Regions from separate parts of the Mus musculus genome. Here all the other regions are linked to region 1. The links are chromatin contacts, called in public Hi-C and promoter capture Hi-C maps. All regions are on one chromosome and are shown on one strand. Each heading gives the region's core, a stretch centred on a gene start, on an enhancer-like site or on the middle of the called end of the contact. The rest is flanking DNA. Distances are from core to core; before and after follow the strand shown. Region 1 holds the start of Tomm6os (translocase of outer mitochondrial membrane 6, opposite strand). Region 2 holds the start of Mad2l1bp (MAD2L1 binding protein). Region 3 holds the start of Mea1 (male enhanced antigen 1). Region 4 holds the start of Cul7 (cullin 7).

Evidence for each region. Promoter capture Hi-C pulls out the DNA fragments that hold promoters and counts their contacts. Hi-C and Micro-C count contacts between places; a contact is called where the count stands out from the background.
Region 2: a promoter capture Hi-C map of liver shows a contact between it and region 1, with 3 times the contacts expected there. The contact joins the promoter of Mad2l1bp here to the promoter of Tomm6os in region 1. A contact is called at or near these places in 4 of 39 promoter capture datasets (hippocampal neurons, liver and pre-B cells) and 1 of 115 datasets of contacts at active chromatin or transcription factors (astrocytes).
Region 3: a contact with region 1 is called in a promoter capture Hi-C map of pre-B cells, with 2.9 times the contacts expected there. The contact joins the promoter of Mea1 here to the promoter of Tomm6os in region 1. A contact is called at or near these places in 3 of 39 promoter capture datasets (liver and pre-B cells) and 1 of 115 datasets of contacts at active chromatin or transcription factors (bone marrow-derived macrophages).
Region 4: a Hi-C map of CD8 T cells shows a contact between it and region 1, with 4 times the contacts expected there. The contact joins the promoter of Cul7 here to the promoter of Tomm6os in region 1. A contact is called at or near these places in 1 of 39 promoter capture datasets (liver), 3 of 484 Hi-C or Micro-C datasets (CD4 T cells, CD8 T cells and regulatory T cells) and 4 of 115 datasets of contacts at active chromatin or transcription factors (astrocytes, embryonic forebrain, embryonic stem cells and 1 more).

What each region holds. Positions count from the first base shown.
Region 1 is chr17:47,686,270-47,689,009 of GRCm38.p6, forward strand. Tomm6os (translocase of outer mitochondrial membrane 6, opposite strand) reads left to right here and starts at 1,341. Exons shown (of 3, transcript NR_045945.1): 1 at 1,341-1,848; 2 at 2,299-2,380; 3 at 2,461-2,740. Gm20517 (predicted gene 20517) reads left to right here. Exons shown (of 9, transcript NR_157366.1): 9 at 1-470. It overlaps Usp49 (ubiquitin specific peptidase 49), which reads left to right. Exons shown (of 7, transcript NM_198421.2): 7 at 1-470. It overlaps Tomm6 (translocase of outer mitochondrial membrane 6), which reads right to left and starts at 2,117. Exons shown (of 3, transcript NM_025365.3): 1 at 1,630-2,117; 2 at 919-1,019; 3 at 376-739. The coding sequence starts at 1,757. The coding sequence ends at 923. It also overlaps Prickle4 and a transcript of Frs3 not described here.
Region 2 is chr17:46,151,838-46,154,813 of GRCm38.p6, forward strand. Mad2l1bp (MAD2L1 binding protein) reads right to left here and starts at 1,714. Exons shown (of 3, transcript NM_025649.3): 1 at 1,606-1,714; 2 at 942-1,204. The coding sequence starts at 1,660.
Region 3 is chr17:46,679,847-46,682,606 of GRCm38.p6, forward strand. It overlaps Mea1 (male enhanced antigen 1), which reads left to right and starts at 1,275. Exons shown (of 4, transcript NM_010787.2): 1 at 1,275-1,359; 2 at 1,771-2,051; 3 at 2,163-2,265. The coding sequence starts at 1,782. It overlaps Klhdc3 (kelch domain containing 3), which reads right to left and starts at 1,084. Exons shown (of 12, transcript NM_027910.3): 1 at 856-1,084.
Region 4 is chr17:46,648,955-46,651,711 of GRCm38.p6, forward strand. Cul7 (cullin 7) reads left to right here and starts at 1,384. Exons shown (of 26, transcript NM_025611.5): 1 at 1,384-1,761; 2 at 2,483-2,757. The coding sequence starts at 2,491. It overlaps Mrpl2 (mitochondrial ribosomal protein L2), which reads left to right. Exons shown (of 7, transcript NM_025302.4): 6 at 81-154; 7 at 930-1,178. The coding sequence ends at 1,142.

The DNA.
Region 1 (2,740 bases), core at 91-2,590:
CTGTGCTGGTTTCTGCGTGCCTGGAAGAACACCAGACAGCAGCACCAGTGTGAATTTCAGGGTAGGGAGCACCTTTGTTTGTGAAGGAAGCTGCTTCCTTGTGCTCCCTGACACGTTTGTCTCCACCCACACATCACTGTCCACTCCTGCCACCAGGTCTCACTCTATCCCAACAATGCCTCCCTGGTCCCTGGAGAACCCACCTGGCAAACTAAAACGACAACCACCACCTTCTTCCTACAGGAAGACTCAGCAGTAGGAACTGCTCAAGAATCAGCTTTGCGGCACGTGTGCATCCCTGGGAAGTGGGTGGTCCCATTCCCATTTCATCTCCACTGCAGATCATGTTTGGGGCTCATGCCTGTCTCTTGAGTGTGAAATACAAGTCATGTTTATTTGATTTTTGTAAGCGGACTTTTTACACCTTGTTTTTGTAATAAGTTTCTTATTAAAAGAATAAAATACCTGTCTTTTATGTGCAGGCTTTATTTGAAATCTTTTTCAAGAACCATTACTACTCTTCAGGACAAGGGCAAGGACCATCTTCTGCAGAAAGTTGGGAACTGCACACAGAACCGTGCAGAGGCAACATCTCAGCCGACACTGGGGGATGGGGGGGCAGTGGGGGGGGGTTCAGGCAAGGAGAGGGAGTCAACTTCAGCTGCCACTCAGGTAGGATCTTGTGGTCACAGACAGTAGGCTGTCTTTGGAAAGTCTGAATACACAGGAGTTCCATTCTCTGTAAGCAGATAACAGCATCAGAAACGGGGAAACACAGGAGAACTGCTCTCACCTAGAAACACAAGGGCAAGGCTTTACCCCAAGAATCTTCCCTACTTCTGTGACTAGCTGACAGAACATACTGCTGTCTTCATCTTTTAGGATTCCTGAAATAGGCAGGGGAAAGTGAAGTCTTACCTGGCTACACCCCTGGCTGAGGGGCCATCAAATCAATGTCACTCAAGTTCCTGGCCAGCCAGACTCCCGCAGCAAAGAGTCCCAAATTGAGGATCAAGTTCCTGGGTCAAGAATACATTTCATTAACCCTACAGTCCGAGAGTCTCATGCAGCTAATGACATACTATGGCAAGTTTCCTCTCAGCACCACCTTCTGGAGGTGCTGACTGACACCTGATACAGGGGTATGTCCTCCTAATATGCACATGAGAATTTTACGTTCGCATCTACTAACACAAGCCAAGGCCAACTTAGTACTCTGCGGGGGCTAAAATTTGCTTATGCGTTGGCACCCCTTCCCTGCCTTCTAGGTTAGGGCGATTTCTTTAAAAATATGACGTTCTTTAATTTGTGTATGTGCGTGCGCGTGCACGCGACACAGCGCACGTGTGGAGGTCAGTACAACCCGCAGGGGTTGGTCTCTTCTTGTACCCTGCGGGTCTCATGGATCGGCGGGTCCCATGGATCCCAAATCCTCAGGCTTGGCGTCTGAACTATCGCTGTAGCCCGGAGCGTCATTCCTTGAAAGCCACGTGACAGGGTGTCTTTTGCCACCACGAGACCACAAGGTTCTCAAAGCGATAAAACCTCTGGGGATGCATGCCAGACTCACCAGGTAAGGAAATACAAGTTTAAGTTTATGAGGACCAGAGACGGCCCGGGCTTGGTTACCTCCGGAAGTCGTTTCGATCGGTGGCGAAGCGGAAGACACCGCGGAGCCAGTCTCCCACGTTGTCTGGAACCTCTGAGGCCTCGCTGGCCGACCCGGCGGCGCTCACCGTCACTCCGCTGGAAGCCATACCAGCACTAAGCACGTACCAACCGAGCGTCGCACCGGGTCGTCGCAAGCCGATTGCGCAACTTCCGATCTCCGCACTTCCGCCGATCAGCGTAAGAAATGAGCGAGAAGGCCCGCCCCCACCTCCTCCAGGAGTTCGTAGAGCCAGGACGCCTGATCGGAGGCGGAGCCCCGCGGCCCCGCCTCCCAGGGACGGGGGTCGGTTCCCAGTGCTGCTCTACAACCCAGTTAGTTTAAGCAAGGTGATGACGGTGAGGCTAGCCCAGCCTCTGCGGATAGGGGTTAGCTCACCCTGTAGGCGCTGGGCAGTGGGATGCTCCCAAGAAAGTGTCTTTCAGGTCAGAGAGCGTGCAGTACCAATGGGATTATCCCGCGTGCCTGGCTGCCTTCTGTGTCCGGTCTTTACACAGCACAGCCTTGTTATCTCGCTACATAAGTCCCCCCACCCCACCCCACCCCAATCCCACCACCCTGATCTCCAGGCCGCGCCACTAACAAATGGTGCAGTGCTTCCTGGAGATGTCTCTGTCATCTGCTTGCAGGTTTTCGGGGGTCTTCCAGGGCTCTGGAAGGCGCTGGCCAAAGAAAAAGCCTTCGGGTTCCGACTCAGAGGAAGAGGAGCAGGTGGGGCAGGGGCTGTCCTCTATGGGACTCCCGGGTGTCTGTGGGCCGTCTCTATCCTGCCGTTTGGATGCCCCATTCAGGGTTTCCAGGGTGAGAGTGGGAACTGCAGAGAGAAGCGCAGCTCGGGAGGTGATCTTGTCATCCGAGGAGGCACGGTTCCAGCCGACGCTTGGATCGGGTCCTTCTTCCTCTGTTCCAAACCCATCAGAAATGCCCATCTCAGAGCCCCCAAGTCCTTGTGCAAGAGGCGGGCCAGGGTTGCGTGCAGCCTCCCGCCCCGCCCCAGGCTGTGCCGTGCGCGCCACCGCTGCCGCCAGTCTACCCCAGGGGCCCCCCCGCCTCCGTCCACCAGTGGGCGAC
Region 2 (2,976 bases), core at 464-2,963, 1.5 Mb before region 1:
GCCAGAAGTGGTATAGCACACCTGCAGCGCCATAAGTCCCTAGGGGAAGTTGAGGTAGCCAGGTCTCAGAGACCAGCCTAAACTACATAGTGAAATCTTGTTTTGGAAAAAAAAAAGTTAGCTGGGCAGTGGTGGCACACGCCTTTAATCCCAGCACTTGGGAGGCGGAGGCAGAGGCAGGCAGATTTCTGAGTTCGAGGCCAGCCTGGTCTACAAAGTGAGTTCCACGACAGCCAGGGCTATACAGGGAAACCCTGTCTCGAAAAAAAAAAATTAATTAAAGAAGATCAAACTCATGTGCTGGAGAGATGGCTCAGCAGTTAAGAGCACTAACTGCTGCTCTTCCAAAGGTCCTGAGTTCAAATCTCAGCAACCACATGGTGGCTCACAACCATCCCTAATGAGATCTGACTCCCTCTTCTGGAGTGTCTGAAGACAGCTACAGTGTACCTACATATAATAAATAAGCACACGCCTTTAATCCCAGCACTTGGGAGGCAGAGGCAGGCGGATTTCTGAGTTCAAGGCCAGCCTGGTGTACAAAGTGAGTTCTAGGACAGCCAGGGCTATACAGAGAAACCCTGTCTCAAAGAAAACCATAAACAAACAAACAAACCCTTGTGCCAGAGTGAGCAGGGCCGGAGCGGGCAGAAAATGTCCTGAGTTTGATTCCCAGGAATCACATGATGGCTCACAACCATCAGTACAGCTCCAAAAAGAACTAATAATATCCTCATACAACCGGTAATAGGAAGAGTCTCAGAAAAAGAACAAGAGAAAAAAGGGAGAGACCCAAGTGCAGAGAAAATGAGGCAAGGAAGGCTCTGCAAAAGCCTAGACTTGCAGGGAGGCTGAAGACATCTTAGGTCACTTTTCTACTTCCCCATCATCTATGAGCCACAAAGTCTTCCCACCAATTTTCTCAGAAAGCCTGCACATACCTGGGGAACTTTCCGGTAGAAGTGCTTCAGCTGTTCATAGGGCAGAGGGAGCTGATGGCGCTGGTACAGGATATGCTTGAGAAGTTCACAAGTAAACTGGCAGCAGTCTTCCTGGCTCACAGGCCCGGGAAACACCACCGGCACCAGGTCTCTTGGGCAAAAGGGCTCCGCAGGATTGGAAGGTTCCTGGGCTGGCGGGATGACAGTCTCAAGATCTACTTCAGGAGCATGAGTTTCTTCCGGCTTCTCATACCAATCCAAATCTAGTCCATAAGTGAAAAGGTAAAGAAAGGGGAGGGGTTGTCAAAGTCAGCGTTAGTCTTAGCGTTCCCAGAGGCTCCATCAGCAGACACTCCCATAGGTGACAGGAAACCTGATACTGGCCGGGGACGATTTAAGTGACATCAGGGACAGGAAAGGGGGCTTTAGAAGACTGAGACTAATGTTTCGGTATGAAATATCAGGGGCAGAACACCCAAGGGGACAGGGCAGGAAAAACAATTCCACTTAAGGGCGAGGGAGTGACTTGCAGAGATAGGGCGGACTGGGACACCAGGAACAAGGACAGAAAGGAACGACGGAGGAAACGTCAGCCACTAAATGCATCTGGGGAGGTAGCAGCAGGGAAGAAACGAGTCCCCAAGTTATGGATCCCACGCCTTACTTGGGGCAGCAGCAGGGGACAGTTCGGACATATCCTCCTCACCGGACGCAGCCATCGCGACTGCCAGCCTAGTCGTCCTGCGGTTAAAATAGACGCCCCGCAAAGAATCATGGGAAGCTTAAGCTCCACTTCCGGCTCTTACCAGCCAGAAGGGACTCAGCGCAGCCGCTGAATGGTGGAGGTTGGAGATGACTTGAACCACACCCAAGCCGGGGAGCTCTTGGCCCCTCCCACTTAGGCGACCCAGTCGTCCCCTGGGGCTGGGGATGCCTTCATTTTTTTTTTTTTTTTTTCTCAGCAATAGTTTCCAGCACCCACCCCGCCCCCAACCCCCCATTCTGGAATGTCCTTAGAGATAGAGCCAAGATTAAGTAAACTAGAAGTTCACCTACCCCTCCCTGGAATTCGCTTAATAGTGCTTTAAATCCAGCCTTTGAACTCACTTCGGGGTCTCTCTATCTTGGTAATGGGAGACTCCAGCATGTTGGACTTCTGCAGAATAAAACACTCTTTGTGTTTACATACTGTTTGAGTCTGGGTTATCTTTCTTGAGCAAATCATAGACCCTTTTTTTTTTTTCTTTTGGTTTTTCCAGACAGGGTTTCTCTGTATAGTCCTGGCTGTCCTGGAACTCACTTTGTAGACCAGGATGGCCTCGAACTCAGAAATCCACCTGCCTCTGCCTCCCAAATGCTGGGATTAAAGGCGTGCACCACCACGCCCGTCATAGACCCTTATAATACTATAAAGAGTTAAGGTTTTTAGCAGGACAGTGGCGGTGCACGCCTTTAATCCCAGCACTCAGGAGGCAGAGTTCCTGAGTTCCAGGCCTACCTGAATTGTTAAGGTGGTAATAGATAAACGGCATCAAGGTCATGACAGGAATTCCCAAGTGAAGTTTGAACTTGATCTCACATAGGGGGATGAATAAGCTTTTTCAAAGTAGGGCAGGAAGGAATCCTGGGAGATGCCACAGACATAAGGAAGCTTGCTGCCAAGCTCGATGACCTGAGTTCAAACAGGACCCACAAAGTGAAAGGAGAGACTAGAGTCCCTCTACACCACTATGTAACAGGCTCACTCACAAACACAAATGGGGAAGTGACGCGAGTACATTAACATGTTATGGCTGGGTATGGTCATATCAGCTTTAATCCCAGCACTGGGGAGGCAGAGGCAGGTAGATCTAGAGTTTGAGGCCAGCCTGGTCTACAGAGTGAATTCCAGGATATCCAGGGCTATACTGAGAGTCCCTGTGTCAAAAAAAAAAAAGGGGGGGGGTTTATAAGGTCAAACATGTAACGATAATAAATAAGTTCTTTGTTGTTGCTGTTGTTTTTCAAGACAGGGTTTCTCTGTGTAGCCCTGGCT
Region 3 (2,760 bases), core at 25-2,524, 1.0 Mb before region 1:
TGTGTAATTAAGGTCAGCCACCTGGGTCTACACAGTAAGTCCCAAATTAGCCAGAGCTACAAGAACCTGTCTCAAAAAAAAAAAACAAACAAAAAATAGAGAAAGAAAGGAAAGAACGTGGTGGTGGAGAGCCTATCAACCTCCTTCATATCTTTTACTCTCCTTTGAAAGTAAGTCCAGATAAAACGAAAATGCACAAAGATAAGACTACAATCCCAGTGGCAGACGGAGGAAGACTCCATCTTCCTAAGGAGAACTCGGAGGCAGGAGGTTATACGTTATCTCTGGGTCTCCAGCATTTCCCACCAATAGGCCATTTTCAACATCCCAGCCCCTGAGGTCGGCTTCCCCTCCCTGCTCGCGCCCCTTCCCTTCTTAATTTCCCGAGAGCCTTGCAGTTCCTCCTCCCACCACTTCAAGGTCCACACCAGAGCCCTCTAACTCGTCTAAGTTCACGAAGGGAAGCAAGCCATTCTTATCCCCTGCCAACCATACCGCTCTGTGAATGAGACTGGTCTCCGGTTGTAGTCCACCTTTCTCAGCCGCCCCTCCCCCACGACGCCACACTGCCCCCTCCCCCTGCCATTATGCTCAGCTTCCTGATTCTCTTCGGAACCCACTCGTCCACTTCTCTCAGCGCTTCCTCCAGCCACCAGGTCTCTCCCACCCGTCTCCAGGCCATTTTCCCCTAACCCTTTCGCGGACCATTAACACTCCTCTTTCCCAGCATCCCCCTAGCTCCCTCCCCACCCCCAGCTCAGCCTTCTCAGCCCCTCCCGCGCGGCCCCAGCCGTAGGCAATGGGCGTCGCCTGTCCCTTCAATTTTCCTCATCCCCCCAACCCATCCCAGGCTACCTGCCAGGCCGGGCCGGGGTGGGGCCGCGGGTCCTCGCGCTGCCAGCAGCCTAGAACCCGTTGCCCGCCAACCGATTCCTCGGTCCCCAACGAGATAAACACTGCCAGACTTCGTCCTTCCGGCGGGCAGCGGGACGCGCACGTGCAGTGAGAATTGCCGGCCCGACAGCTTCAGGGACTTGTAGTCCACGAATTACCCCAGGGCCGAAAGATGGGGAGCGGGTGGGCGGGGCCGGTTTGTGCGCATGCGCAGAACACCAGTTCACGTCGCACGCCTGAGGGTCACTGGGTAATGTAGTTCTTTGTGGTCCGGGCAGGGGATGGCGGAGGCGGGGCAAGAGGCGGACTTGTCCTCGCTTGCGTCAGTCTCGGGCACGGGGCGGGGCTGGAGGACTAAGAGCCCCAGCATGTCCTGCCCCGCCGGAAGTGAAGGTGCGGGTCCGGCTGTGGGCTCTGAGAGGGTGAGGCGCGAGGAAATACCAACGCCGAGAATCAGTGGGGCGGGTAGGGGACTCTGTAGCTGGGGCCATTGAAGGGGAGACCCTGGGCCTGAAGGGGTTTTTGCCAGGCGGTACTACACTCCCCCGGAATAGAGGGAATGAGGGGCGGGGACGCGCTATGGTGGGTAGCCTGGCGACCAGCAGTTACCTCCAGAGGAGGGGCGTGGTGAGAGGGGCGAGGTTCTGGGAAGAGGCTTTTAGGAAGAGGTGAAACCCTCCGGTGGTCGGTTCATTTAGGAATCGGGCGAGTTAAAGACGTGTGTGCTCCAGCTCAATATGAGAACCCAAACTTGAGACAGGGAGGCAGGAGAGACGGGAGGAAGATGCAAGTTCCATGCGAGAGGGAAGTGGGTGGCTGAACGTGAAAGGAGACCTGGTTTCATCCCATCCCTATCCCGCCTTTCTGTCCCTGCAGCCCCTGCCCGGATGGCAGCAGTAGTTCTAGGGGGAGACACCATGGGCCCTGAGCGTATCTTCCCCAATCAGACTGAGGACTTAGGGCCACATCAGGGTCCTACAGAAGGAACTGGGGATTGGAGCAGTGAAGAACCCGAGGAAGAGCAGGAGGAAACAGGAGCAGGCCCAGCAGGCTACTCGTACCAGCCCCTCAATCAAGACCCTGAACAAGAAGAGGTGGAATTGGCACCAGTGGGTGAAGGAGAAGATGGAGCTGCTGACATCCAAGATCGGATCCAGGTATGGTGGAGGATGCTGTTACTAAGCAGATGAGATGGAATGTACCAACAGCTGTTTATCATAATGGCAGGGGGAGGGGCGCCTAACAAATTATCTTCTCTGGTTCTGCAGGCCCTGGGGCTTCATCTGCCAGACCCTCCATTGGAGAGTGAGGATGAAGATGAGGAGGGAGCCGCCGCATTGAGCAGCCACAGCTCTATCCCCATGGACCCAGGTACAAAAACAACCAAAGCTCATTCCTTCATTTAGAAATAATTACCAAAAACTAGTAAGAACTGGGCATGGTGGTGCACACCTTTAATCCCAGCGCTCATGAGGCAGAGGCAGGCTGGTGGTCTCCTGGTCTACAGAGCAAATTCCAGGAGAGTCAGGGCTGCACAGAGAAAAACCGAATACAATGCCCCCCATTCTCCCCCTCACCCCCAAACAAGATCACTTTATTCCTAAAAATTTCGTTACCTGAGATTTTGTGGACTTCAGAATCTAAGTGAAATGCTGTCTCACTAGACTTGGGAATGGGCAGACCTGGCAATAATGAGGGCGTGATGATGTGTTGGGGGTCTTGGGCTGACTGAGGCACTAGGGAGAGAGGAGCTGGTCCCGTTCTTTTTTTTTTTTTTTTTTTTTTTTTTGGGTTTTCGAGACAGGGTTTCTCTGTATAGCCCTGGCTGTCCTGGAGCTCACTTTGTAGACCAGGCTGGCCTCGAAC
Region 4 (2,757 bases), core at 134-2,633, 1.0 Mb before region 1:
GGGTGGCATGTGGCCTCAGATCCCCATGGAAACCTCCCTCTGATTTGTGGAAGGTGGCCAAGCTGTTTCCCCTTCCCCAGGGACATGCGGTGTGCTGCTTCGGAAGGTGAACGGGACAGCCATTATCCAGCTGCCCTCGAAGAGGCAAATGCAGGTGTGTATGGGCACAGATGGGAGGGGTCAGCAAAGAAGGAAGTTTTGGCCGGGCAGTGGTGACGCATGCCTTTAATCCCAGCACTTGGGAGGCAGAGGCAGGTGGATTTCTGAGTTCAAGGCCAGCTTGGTCTACAGAGTGAGTTCCAGGACAGCCAGGGCTACACAGAGAAACCCTACCTCAAAAAACAAAAAGAAAAAGAGAAGGAAGTTTTAGAATGTCCCTCAGTGTCTCCCAAGTGTTTATGATGCCAGGCAGTGCCTCCCTCTGTGTCTGCTCTGTTTCTGCTACCTGACTAAGCATGCCATATCAGGCTGGAACTTTAGAGTCGAGATGCCCTTCCCAGCCAGGCCGGGCCATCCGTGTCTGTAACCCCAGCATCCCAGACACTGAGGCAAAAGAAGCAAGCCACCTAGGCTTTCTCAAAAAACCAGAAAAAGACGTAGGTTGAACCACCAGGTTGGAACTGGCTTTTAATCCCATCTCTCAAGAGTCAGAGGCAGGGGTGTCTTGGTGCAGTGCCAGGTCAGCCAAGACTACATACCTTCCCAGACCCTGACTCCAAAAGAAAACCACAGACACAAACATAGATATGGGGAGTCTTTTCCTTAACTTTTAATTCATTGTTGGACCCACGTTTATATTCTAATGTTTTGTGTTTCTCCCTTCTCCCGTCCCTCATTGAGTGTAAGAAGTCACCCAGAGTAGTGTTCCCAACACTGCCCTGCCAGCCTCGTGTCCCCACCGGTGCGTTCTTGTCTGCTTCTCTTGTCAGGTGCTGGAGTCATGCACTGCAACTGTAGGCCGAGTATCCAACGTTAACCATAACCAGCGGGTCATCGGCAAGGCAGGAAGGAACCGCTGGCTGGGCAAGAGGCCTAACAGTGGGCTGTGGCAACGCAAGGGAGGCTGGGCCGGCCGAAAGATTCGGCCACTACCACCCATGAAGAGTTATGTGAAGCTGCCCTCCGCTGCTGCCCAAAACTGATTGCCCTGGACTCTAATAAAATGTCTCTTGTTTTTATCTCTTACTACCTTTTCACTTGGGAGGGCGCGGTACAGAATGGACAAGAAGTAAACAGGGATAGAGGGAAGAGGATGGAAAAACGGATGGGGAGGGGGCAGAAATGACCTCCAAGGTCCTATCCAGTTCTGGCTTTGGGAAATGGGAAGGCACTTCCGGCAGCAGGAAGGAGGACTAAGAGGAAGAGGAAAGGGCGGTGCAGGACTGGAGGGCTGCGTCGTCCAGGTGGCACCCGCTACTCCGCCCGCTGATGGCCCCCGGCCCCCAGCTTTCCGCTAAATCAGGCGGAAGCGAGCGGTGGCTGGAGCAGGCGGCGGAGCCTCGGAGCGCCTGGAGCACCAGCCAGGACTAGGCTCCACCCTGCAGCAGGCAGTGCGCCGGCGCGCCTCGGAGGCCTCTGCTGGTCACGCCCTCTGCCCGCCTGTCTCCTGCAGAGGCACGCCCCCTCCTCTGCGCCTAGACCCCTTCAGGGGGCCCAGGCGGGGCCCAAACACTCGCCAGCGCCGCAGCCGCCATCGTGTTCCGCGCGTCCCTAGCTCTGCAAAGGACAGGCCTCGCGCCAGGATCCCGGCGGACTTCTGAGGTGGCCAGAGCCCCACCGCAGCCCCTGCCCCTATTCTGGGCTTCCGATCGACCGCGGAGCCTCGCGTCTCCTTCCCAACCGTGCTTCGGGACTATCCTTTACTGGGCCTACCTCCCCATCCTATCCCACCACGCCCTTTCCGGACCTTCTCGGGTCTTGATTCCCATCCACCAAGCCTCGCGCCGCTTATCCATCGGACCCCTGATGCACCCTTCTCCCGGCCTCGCGCCTCTGGTCATGGATGTCTCCCATACCTTCCCCTTCTCCCAGCCCATCGTGCTTTGCTGATGGCCATTTCTGTGCCCTTTCCTTTGGGCCTCACAATCCAGTGCTTCAATTTAGAGACCGCATCCCCCTCCGACACAGTTCTGGGCCCCCACACACCCGTTTCCCTAAATTACTTTTATCTGTCCCAGGACCTTGGGCTTCATTTGTAAATCCAACACTGCTCTATGCCACTGCCCTTCCGGGTGTTCCGAACCAAACCCACTCGAGGCTGCGAGCCTTAGAGACCTCTTAGCTCCAATATTTTGCTCTTGAATAACAAACTCCGCAATGTTCTTCTGTCCAGTCCAGGTCTCACCGGCCGAAGCAGGCCCAACTTTACCCCACCCAGAATAACAGCTGTTGCTGCTTTCGCTCCTCCAACTCCTGGATGCCCTTGTTTTCTGACCTCCCTCTCACTCTAGCTTGCCTTTTCTCTCTTCCTTGTGTGTCTCAGGTGCCACGATGGTAGGGGAGCTACGATACAGGGAATTCAGGGTGCCCCTGGGGCCTGGCTTGCACGCGTATCCGGATGAATTGATCCGCCAACGGGTTGGCCATAATGGGCACCCCGAGTATCAGATCCGCTGGCTCATCCTCAGGCGCGGGGATGATGGGGACCGGGACTCTACAGTGGACTGCAAGGCTGAGCATATCCTGTTATGGATGTCTGACGATGAGATCTATGCCAACTGCCACAAGATGCTGGGCGAGAATGGCCAAGTCATCGCA